Regions from separate parts of the Neogale vison genome. Here region 2 is linked to region 1. Evidence: chromatin contacts called from public Hi-C data. All regions are on one chromosome and are shown on one strand. The core of a region is the stretch at or near the end of the contact, and the rest is flanking DNA. Distances in the headings are between cores, read along the strand shown.

Evidence for each region. Hi-C and Micro-C count contacts between places; a contact is called where the count stands out from the background.
Region 2: a Hi-C map of fibroblasts shows a contact between it and region 1, with 5 times the contacts expected there. The contact joins the promoter of CALM2 here to the enhancer-like site in region 1. A contact is called at or near these places in 2 of 3 Hi-C or Micro-C datasets (fibroblasts and muscle).

The regions. Positions count from the first base shown.
Region 1 is chr8:56,518,610-56,523,522 of ASM_NN_V1, reverse strand. The region is part of intron 18 of TTC7A (tetratricopeptide repeat protein 7A); the gene reads right to left. Among named protein-coding and RNA genes, the nearest start is that of STPG4, 57 kb to the left of the region's middle. Within about 2 kb of position 2,487, the one cell type or tissue checked has open chromatin away from gene starts, as enhancers often do. A contact at or near this core is called in fibroblasts, where this site is marked.
Region 2 is chr8:56,595,326-56,600,721 of ASM_NN_V1, reverse strand. It overlaps CALM2 (calmodulin-2), which reads left to right and starts at 1,256. Exons shown (of 6, transcript XM_044263655.1): 1 at 1,256-1,343. The coding sequence starts at 1,341.

The DNA.
Region 1 (4,913 bases), core at 1,238-3,737:
TCCTCAGAGTTAGGCCCTCTGTTGCTATGGAGACCCACCGGGAAAGATGCACATGCCCGATTTCCTAAAGTCCTCTGAGGCTTGGAACAGAACCAGCGAGGCAAGAGTAAAAGATGGCACTCAGGCAGCCCTAGGCAAAGCCTCTCCCTCTCCCAAGGTGCTGGCCGTGGTCCTGGGGGGTGGGGACAGGGAAGGAAGGGGGAGCGGTCTTCATCTCGCCTCTTCAGGACAGGAAGAAGCTGTCCCCAGGGAGCCCCATGGATGGGGTGGAGGGCAGGGGAGCTAAGGCAGGGCGGGGCCGGCCAGGAGCCGTGCTGACTCAGGGCCGCCCGGGAGTGGAGGGCAGCGCCCAGTCTGGCCAGCAGGGCCCTGGGCCAAGCTGTGCTGCCGGCATGGCCTGGGAGCTGGACCCTGAGCAGCAACCGATGGAACAGGGCCCACAGGGAGGAGGGAAGGCGGGCGAGACGACGGGCCGCCAGACACCAAAATTAAGCACCAAAAATGGAAGGTTTGCGCCCTGGGAGTCCTGCCCATGAAGGAGCAAGAGAGGACAGATGCGAAGGCCAGCGGGGCCTCACGGTGTGGGGGCGGGGCCACTGTGGGGTTTACACACTCAGTTTTCTAGATCAAGCTTCCACGGGAGATTTTGTTTGAAAAGAGGGCTCTACCGCTAAAAAGGAGTTCAAAAACCCCTGATCTCTAGCAGTGTGTGGGTGTTTGGTAAGGGGCCAGATGTGGCCGCAGGCTAAACGGGTGTGTGTGTGTGTGTGTGTGTGTCTTGCTCTGCTGGTTTTACTCAAGGTCTGCAGCAGGCTTCTCTGCATGTTTCTTGTAGAGAAAAGAGCCAGGACTCCACAGCCAGAAGACCTAGCTAGGCTGGGCTGGAATCCCAGCTCTGCCACTGACAAGTGCAGCGACCATGGGCCACTGGCCTGTTTTCTCTGAGCTGTGGTTTCCTCATCTGTGAACCAGAGGACAGAATGGTACTTCCTGGTAGGGAATTGTTAAGAGTCTGCAAGGATGAATCTGCAATCATGTAAGCAGGGCCCACAGTGTGCTGACAGCAACGGGAAGCGTCCCCAGGATGAGCAGAGAGTCCTGTCAGAGTGAGGAGTAGAAGATGATTTCTCTAGAGGGCAAGGCTCCCTGTGGACGAAGACTCGGGACTGAGGTGGGGTTGGATCACATCCCCCATACCCTGGGGTGCTGACCTCAGAGCCTGAAAGGAGACACCGGGCTGGGGTCAGGCTGGGGCCCCGAAGCCCAGGGCCTGTAACAGGATCTGCTGCCACCTGCCTGAGACACCCGCCTGTTCCTGTTCGTGTTTGGTAGCAACTCGGAGCTGTTTGCTGCCTGACAACTGGGCGGGGCCAGCCTCAGGACGACGTGAGGTCTCACCTGCTCTGCCCCCAGCCTGGCGCTGTGCCAAGGGCCTGCCATCACCACCCCCTGCCCTGCACCCCCACCCTAGCCACCCAGAGAACAGGTCTCCAGGGAGATGGCGGGAACACCGTTCCACCCAAACGTCCCCGATGACTCTTCCCCACTCTGGCCAGGGGGCACCCTGAGCCAAGAGAAACCAGACCTGCCAGTAGGTGACTCAGCCTCTGACCCTCACCTAGGAGACGCCACAGCCAGGCGGCCGCAGCAGTCGGAAAGCAACGTGCGAGTTGCTCATGGCTGTTGAGCAACACACCTTTGAGAGGGGACCAAGGTTACAGACATTCAGGGAGGGCAGGGCTATGGGGAAAGGCCCCGGAAATTCCCAACTTCATTCATTCCTCCTACCCTCCCTTCCTGGAGCTCAGGGAGGAGGGAACATCTGGCCTCATCTCAACTACCCAGGACCCTCCTCCTCCAGCAAGCCTCCCAGGATAGCACCTCCTGGCCACGCCATCGCCTTGAAGTTGTGATTCATTACTGGTGGGCTCTCTTGTGCAAGCCATCTTGGGCTGAGACGGGGAGGGTCCGTGGCTCCTGCCTGCTTGGCTATTCCCCACAAGACAGCAGCTCAATAGAGTGCAGGTGGGAGGGTCCTGGGTTCTGAGCCAGGTATACCAGAGGCACTTAGAGGTGTGCGTGTTTGCTGACCTGCTTAGGGCCACAGGGACAGGCAGCCCGAGGGGCCCTCCCTGTTGGAAGATAAGGTTCTCTTGGGGGGGGGTTGGTGGTACAAAGACTGTAGCCTGGGATGGGGATGAAGGAGAAGACAGGTCGCTCCTTCCTTTCTCAGTATTGCTACTACACACCATCTCACCTCATTAATTCAGTGCCTGACATTGTTGGCCAAGAGGGGAGGGGTAGCAGGAAGGTCTCGGCTGTATGTGTCTTTTTATTCTTCTGGGTTGGGGATGGGGGGGCCATACCCTGGGAAGCAGCCCCCAGCACTAGGCCAGCTGCAGGCCAGGCTGAGAGCTCCCTCCCAGTCCCTTCCCTCAAGTATTTATAGAAGTTATTTTGGGAATTTTCTTTCTGAGCTCAAGGCACATTCCTGGGATTCTGTAACAGCCTTTCCAGCTGGGAAGCAGGGAATCATTGCTGGAGCCTCCTGGTCCCAGGAGCCCTCCACTTGGGGACCCTGGGCTGCAGGGAGGAGCCTGGGGTGGGGCCACCTCTGAGGTTGCTCCCCTCACCCACCCTGAGGCTGACACACCCTGCGGAGGAGGCCCACATTCCAGCCGGAGCTGAGGCGCTCAGGCCCTCTCCGGATGCCAGGTTCTCCCAGGTGTCAGCCTCAACCCGTCCAACCAGACTCGAATGAGGTGTCTCTCCGGGCTGAGAACAGAGCCCACAGAGCACCACATCCCTCCTGGAGCTGGGGCAGCTCCAAGGCCCCAGGCTGGTCCCACCTCCCTTTTGGGAAAAGGGGCACAAATTCTTCTAGACCCCACCCAACATCTGGTTGACAAGCTCCCCTAGGCTTTCATCCGAAGAGGCCAACAGACTCACTTAGAGCCCAACTAGGTGGGGGTAGCAGAGGCAGCCGTGATCGTGTGGCAGAACCCATTCCTCCCTTCAGGCTCCTGCCTACCCCCACACCCCCAGGTGAGATGTTGAACACCAGTGGGCCTCTTGGTGGTGGTGGTGGGGTTGTATGTCTTCAGAGAGCCATGGACAGACTCAAAGGTGAACACTAGCTTGAGGAGAAAGCACATCACCTCCCAGGGGGCTCTGCCTTTTCCCCTCCCACATTTTGGGCTGGTTTCAGGCTCTGGGCCTCTGGAGGCTCTGCCCACTCTAGGGCATAGGTGGGCCCTCAGGCCTCCGTCAGGAGCCCGGACTGTGGGTGCTCCAGCTGAACACCCTGTGAGAAAGAGTGAGGGGGGCACCATTGCAGAAGCTCCCTTCTCTGGATGGGAGGTGAAGCTGAGGGGAGGGGGCTCCTAACCCACTGGACAAGGGGAAGGCTGGAGCCTGCTGTACCCTCCCATCAGGGAGTCTTTCAGACCATTGATTTTGGAGCTAAATTAAGCCAAAAATGATGTGGGAAACAAAGGCAGAAGAAAATTTATTGAATTTCCTTACCACCTACAGCCCATTGACAAGTCCTTGAAACAGAGTGAACTTCCTCTAGGGACTCAGCTGCCTCAATGTTGTCACTTTGCTAAGGGCAAAAGGCAATCCTAGTCAGACCCCTCCCCTCCAGGATACTGTAAGCCTACTTTAACATATAAAAATTCCTCTGGAAACTTCCTTTATCTCTAAACCTAAGATATGTGTTGGCAATCATCCCCCAAGCATAAGGCCCACTGATATCCATCATTAGATGGTAAAAAAATGACCTTTCCCCAACAATAGCTCAAGGTCCTGGAAACCTTGCTTCCAAAATTCCTTAGAGACTTACACTATCCCTAACCTCCTTTCAACTTGTAAGTATATAATGGGCCATTCCTCATGACCCCAGTGCAGCTCTTTCTGCCCACGGGTCCTGTCCCCGTGCTTTCATAAAATCACCTTTTTGCACCAAAGACATCTCAAGAATTCTTTCTGGCCGCTGGCTTCAAACCCTAATGTTTTCCTACATCAAAAGTGCTTAACGATCATTCTGATCAGAGTCTATGATGGGTGGCTTCCCTTCCACATCCTCATCAGGGATGCTGAGGACTTCAGGAGCCCACACTTAAGCCCAAGGCTTTCCCAAAGTCTTGAACCAGAGCCAAGGGAGCCTGCCTTCACCTTCTTGAAGGTCTCTGAGCCTGGGCTGGGGGCTGCACCAGCCCAAGAATGACGTGGGTAGGCAGGGGCCTGAACCCTGGTGAGGCCACCGCTGGGGGACATGCCCCACACAGCGAGCCTCCAGAAATCCCTTCTCCCTCCTGTTCCACTCCACTCTACTTTCCCACCAGGGAATGCAGTCCTCAGGCAAGACTTGGGAGGGATGAGAGAGAGAACTCAGAATAAAACAACAGCACTAGGAGACCAGATGGCCAACAAGACGTTCCTACTGAGCTTTCCTGCCAAATAGAGCAATGTTCCCTGTCTATCAGAGCTGGTGGGGCAGACGCAGATTCTATGGAGAGGAGCTGTGAGCATGTGTGCACACGTGTGTGTGTGTGTGTAGGACTCAGGGTTCCTGCACAGACAGCACCACACAGCACAAGACTTCTGGGCCTTCCCGTTCCTCCCGGCTGCCTGCGCCCTCCTAGCTACTTGCCATAGTTCAGGAAGCCAACAAGGAGGGAGACGCCTAGAGCAAGTGGGGTGTCCAAGACCCCACGGCATCAGGCCCCAGGAACCAGAAACCCTGCCGTTCTGTGTGCTTACTGGCCTCAGCTGGCACCAGGGAACCTTCAGAGGGCCAGGTACTGGGTTTTACTCTGCAGCTGCTCAGGACACCTTTCCTCCTTCCAGTCAGGAAACAGGCTGAAGCAGCCTGGCCTGACAGAGGTCAAAGCAAAAGGCCAAGCAGGGCC
Region 2 (5,396 bases), core at 7-2,506, 78 kb before region 1:
GATCATACGGTAATTCTCTTTTAATTTTTAAAGGAACGGCCATACTGTTTTCCACATCATTTTACATTCCCACCAACAGTGCAGCGAAGGTTCTAGTTCCAAGGAGCTAACTCCTCAACATGTTTTTTTAAATATCCTCTTAAATCTGAGAGGTTAAGAGACCCACAAGGGCAAATTTGTTCTGAGGGGTAGGCATATTACAGTGACCACTTGCTGGGCCCTTACCATGTGCCAGATACTTCAACATTTTACATTAACTCTTTATGTTATTCGCATCGTTACAATAACCTTTTCAGAGAAGTATTATTACCTCCATTTTATAAATGAGGCTAACGATGAAATGACTCATCCAAGGTCACACACCTAAGAAAGTGCACCAACCAACACTTGTCCATAGCTCCAAACCAGGACCCTGTTTTCTCACACTATCAAAACGCTAACGGGAGTGACTAATCCCACTGAATCTCGGATACTGTGGTTTCTGAGTGACTTTTCTGGGAAAGTACCCCAGGTAAGAAAGGAGAATGGCAAGTATGAACAGAAGACGCTTTCGGATTTGTCTCTCAGCTAAGCACCTGCATTTATCCTTACCTAGATCTTTATTGGTTTTGTGAGGGAGTAAAATGAAAAATATGTGGCCTCCACAAGGCCGAGAGGCTGAGCGCGGGATACAGGTTTCCTGCGGTCTTTCAGCGTCAATCTTTACTTGCCCAAGGTGTTCTCGCCTACCCCTGCACAAGGGGCGGGAAAGTGTGTGTAGGAGTGCGGGAAGGAAGGAGGGATGGAGGAGGAAGATTCTGCGGCCAAACGCAAGGGAAGCGACTCTGCCGCCTGGCGCAGTTGCCAGGACAGCGCGGCCAGAGCAGCAACGGCAGAAGCCGCACCGCGTCCCGGCGGCAGCGGCTGCTGCGAGCCCGAGTGACGCATTGCAGGTACGAACCAGCCAATCAGAGGCCTGTTCAACGACCATCGGCGATCGAGTCGCCACTATGATGCTCCTCCGCGCCGCAAAGTAGCGCCCCTCAGGCGCGACTCCCTCGGCCTTTAAACTGGCTCGCTGGGGAGTGAAACCCACTTACGTCATTCGTTCGGCCGCTTTCCTTTATCTCTTGCTTCGTCGAGTAAATAACAGTGGATAAAGGAGTCCCGAGAAGAGTTAGAGAGGAAGGGGTTTGCCGGAACTCGTTTGCGATGTTCCGTTATCTGGCATGCGGCGGAAGGATCTGGCGGAGGGAGGTGTTTATGAGGCGCTGGGGGCGGAGGAGGAGAATTAGTCCGAGTGGGTCGAGCGAGCTGTGTGGTTGTGTGGTCGCTTCTTGGAGACCGGTAGCGCTTGCAGCATGGTGAGTGTGTCGCTAAGCCGCCGGCGCTTGGCCGGAGGGGGTACGAGGCTGAAGCAGATTTGTTAAAGAAAGGGGACGCTGCTCCCCTACATCCCTCAGGAGTGGTCTTCGTCAGAGGGATGGCGCGAAAGAGACCGGGGCACTGCGGCGGTTGCGTCGCAGGTGCTCTCCTATCCCCATTCTCGGAGAGGAGTCCCCTAGCGTTACGGGGGCCGGGATCATTGCCTTCGAGGAGCTGAAGCTCCTCAGGGGCTTGGCTGGGTGAGGGTGATGAATCGGGGTGAGGGGGGGCAGCCCAGCACATGGTGGAGACAAGAAAGTGAAGGGCGGGGGAGAGCGGGAGGGCAAAAGCTGCTGGTCGGGCATCTCGAAAGGTCGGTGCCGGGGCCTGATTCAAAAGCCCAACGGACGGTTTGTGCTGGCGCCAGGAAGCGCCTTTGTGCGCTTTCGGCCGCCATGCGCCGAGGGGGCGGGAAGGGAGCGCGAGGCCCCGGGCTAGCGCCAGCGCGCCGTTAGCCCGCATCCCCCGCGTGCCGGGGGCGGGGGGCGCGCGAGCGGGCGCGGCGCGCTGTGTGGGCCGAGCCCGCGAGGCGCGGGGAGCGGCCGGGGGGCGGGGCGGGGCCGCCGCCCGCTCGGCTTGCCTCGCGCCCCAGCTGCTGTGCTGGCACCTGCAGGGCTGCGGAGGTCTCGGCTGCCCGCGGCAGTGTGCGGGGCCTGCGAGTTGGGGATGGGTGGGGGAGGGCGGCTACGGCAGTTTCCCATCCCCCTCCGGTGGCGAGAAGGAAGCTCGATGGACCCTGATCTTTCCCACTCCATTTGGGGCCCTGGGGCCTTCCACTACCCAGCCTGGACATGAGAAAAAATGTGGCTTTGTCATTGAAGGAAACGAGCTTTATACCCGAGTCTGGCGCACGCTCAAAGTGCGCATCTGACTAGAGAAAGTCGTCCGCTCCAGCTTGGGTCTGAAATGCTTTTTCTAGTCCCCTGCCAAAAGCAAGCTTTGGGGTGACTGACATTCTATTGTGAAAGTCGCTTTTATCCTGCCGTAACAGTTGAAAAGGCCAGTGTCTATATCCTATTCTTAAGTACTCACGTGCACTCCTAATGTTTAAGAACTATAATCACAGCATTGCCCCTGCTCCAATTCCCTTGAAAATGAGTCGTATTTCCGTCCAGAAAACGCCAGACGATGGTAACGTGCAGTTCAATTCTCTTAAATAGTAATGGCTGTCAAGTACTGTGGTGATAGAAGAGTATACCGGGGGCAGAAGGAGCAGGGAATCTTAAAAAGCATTTTCCTGTCACTTGAGACCGGAATTCCTGTTTTTTTTACCCTAATGACGGCGGTAATTTGCAGTACCTACTTTTTGTTTCCGTCTGCCAAGTGGTTACAGCGATGGGTGTGTCCAGAAGGCAAGGTGACATCTTAAACAGAGGAGTTGAGAATCCTTGCCAACTGAAACCTCCAGCCTGTATGGGTGTGGGGAGAGGAGTTCACCTTGGATAAAACTAGTGTTCACTCAAGTTTGATGCACTCGTTCTATTTTGATTTTTTATCTGATTTTGAACATACTAGTTGAATTTACTTTTTAAGTGAAACAAGGTATACATTATGTATATGTAATCAAGGTTCTGAATTGTGCAGTAAATTTTTAAAAAATATTTTTAAATGAATGGTAAATTTTTTACCTAATCAGTCTGATACTTGAACCGGGAACTAAATAGATTTTCATATGTTGCATACAGTTTGTATCGACACTTTTCATGGTCCTTTGCCAGTGATAAGCTTCTGTAATTACTGTTTACATTATTGGTGCTTTGGGGGTTTTCATTTAGTTTTTTCAGTCGCTAGTCATTGTTAAGTAAAATTAAGTTGGAAGTTGTCATAAGGTAACTTCATAATTATAAGACTTGGAGATTTAAAATGAAGTCTCTGTAAGTTAAAGAATGAGTTTGTGTGGAAGCAGAACAAGATTGTTCAGATAGCTCTTGGGTTTACATGTAAGTGTTACAAGTACGTGTGCATTGAAAGAGCCAAGGATCGCTTTAAGATTTGGGGCCCAGGTGATAAGTAAGAGATACGAAGAAGTAGAAAGTTTTGTGCTTGTCAAAGTCATCATTATTGTATCAAATTGCAAGTAGATCAGTTTGTGTTACACTGAGGAACTTCACTGTGGCCCTATTAAAAATACATAGAAAGTTCTAGATTTAGGTACAATGATCAGAGTAGGCCTTTAGTAAAGGTCTTAATTTCTGTGAAGTAATTTGTCCTGATGGTTTTTCTTTTGATCAGAGATGCTATAGTACGTTCTGTTCTGTCAGAATTAAGGTATCTGTTAATTCTACTGAAATAAATAAAGGCTGCTTTTAATACAGGTAGGGCATACCCTGACTTCTGAAATTTTAAAAAATAAATAAATAAATAAAAATTAATGAAGACTTCTTTTTTTTTTTTAAAGATTTTATTTATTTATTTGACAGAGATTACAAGTAGGCAGAGAGGCAGGCAGAGAGGAGGAAGCAGGCTCCCTGCTGAGCAGAGAGCCCGATGCGGGACTCGATCCCAGGACCCTGAGATCATGACCTGAGCCGAACGCAGCGGCTTAACCCACTGAGCCACCCAGGCACCCGAAGACTTTTTTTTCTAAATAGAACTTGAAATAAAAGAATGAATGAAAGCTAGAAGTTTGTGTTCCGATTTAAACCTGTGGCTTCATACATTTATTCAGATAAGAATTTTGGATTTTTTTAAACTGCCATTCACTAGATGAACTCCAGGAATATCCATATCTGCTTTGATAGGTACATAATGCATTCACTCTTCAGATCACACGTGAAGATAGGTTAATGTTTCTCAGTGTTTACAAATCACGTATGGTTCTTCAAAATGCAGATTCTATAACTCAGTAGGTCTGGTGTGGAACCTGCGAGTGTACTAATGCCTGGAAGCTTTCTCTGGAGTGATGAACAGGAGAAGGAAGTCTATCAATTGTTGTAGAAATACAGGAATAAGAACTAGTCATCTCTCTAGTGGATTATTCTTCACGGAGATAAACACACGTGTTAATGAGCTCGAGTTTTCCCAGAAGTATAATTCTTCCAGTTCTTCTAACTAAGAAAATGGCACTCTCCATAGACAGAAATAAAAACCAAATCTATTTGCATGTAGTTGGAAAAGACTTAAAAATTAGAGTGCTAGGGAGTGGTGTAGTTTTGCCTCTTAAAGGCCTTAGTCTTAACTCCGCTGGTAAAGTTTATTTTAAAACCTTGAGCTCTGGATTAGTGTTAAAAAAATTAAAAACTTAACATTGCAAGCAATATTGAGGAACATTTTTAAGGCTATGTGAGTAACTTAGCATTCTGTTTGATAGCTTATTCCTTGAAGCTTTTTTTGTGAATTTTTCTTTTATTTTGGGTGGGACGGGGCAAAGGGAGAGAATCTTAAGCAGTCTCCATACCCAGCAGTGAGATGGGACACAGTCACAACCCTGAGATGATGACCTGTGCTGAAATCAGGAGCCGTCACTTAACCAAATGGGCTACTGCTCATTTGTGAATTTTTCTAAGATTGTGTCTGGCTAGAGGGGGAGAGCTGGGCAAGATGGTGTGGGACAATTAAATTTTGACTTTCCAAGAAAAATTGGGTAATTTTAAAGTTTTGTTTTATAGCTAGCATCCTTTTCCGTCCTTTTCTTCCTAACTTTAATATAAATGCATCTTCCCCAAATCACCCCTACCCCCCCCCCGTTGAGAGAACAACGCTTTCCCTTCCTGCACATAGCAGTCCGTCCTTCAGCTTTCATACATACTGTGCCTTCCATAAATTCTGCTTAACTAAGTCTCCTAACCTGTTTTCACCTGCCACATCTGTCCCTGGGCTGCTGCACCTTGTGCTTTCGGTTCAGGAAAATTTATTCTAATCTTAAATCATACATGGAACAGGGGCGCCTTGGTGATTCAGTGGGATAAGCCTCTGCCATCGGCTTGGGTCATGGTCCCAGGGTCCTGGGATGGACCCCCAATGGGGCTCTCTGATTAGCGGGGAGCCTTCTT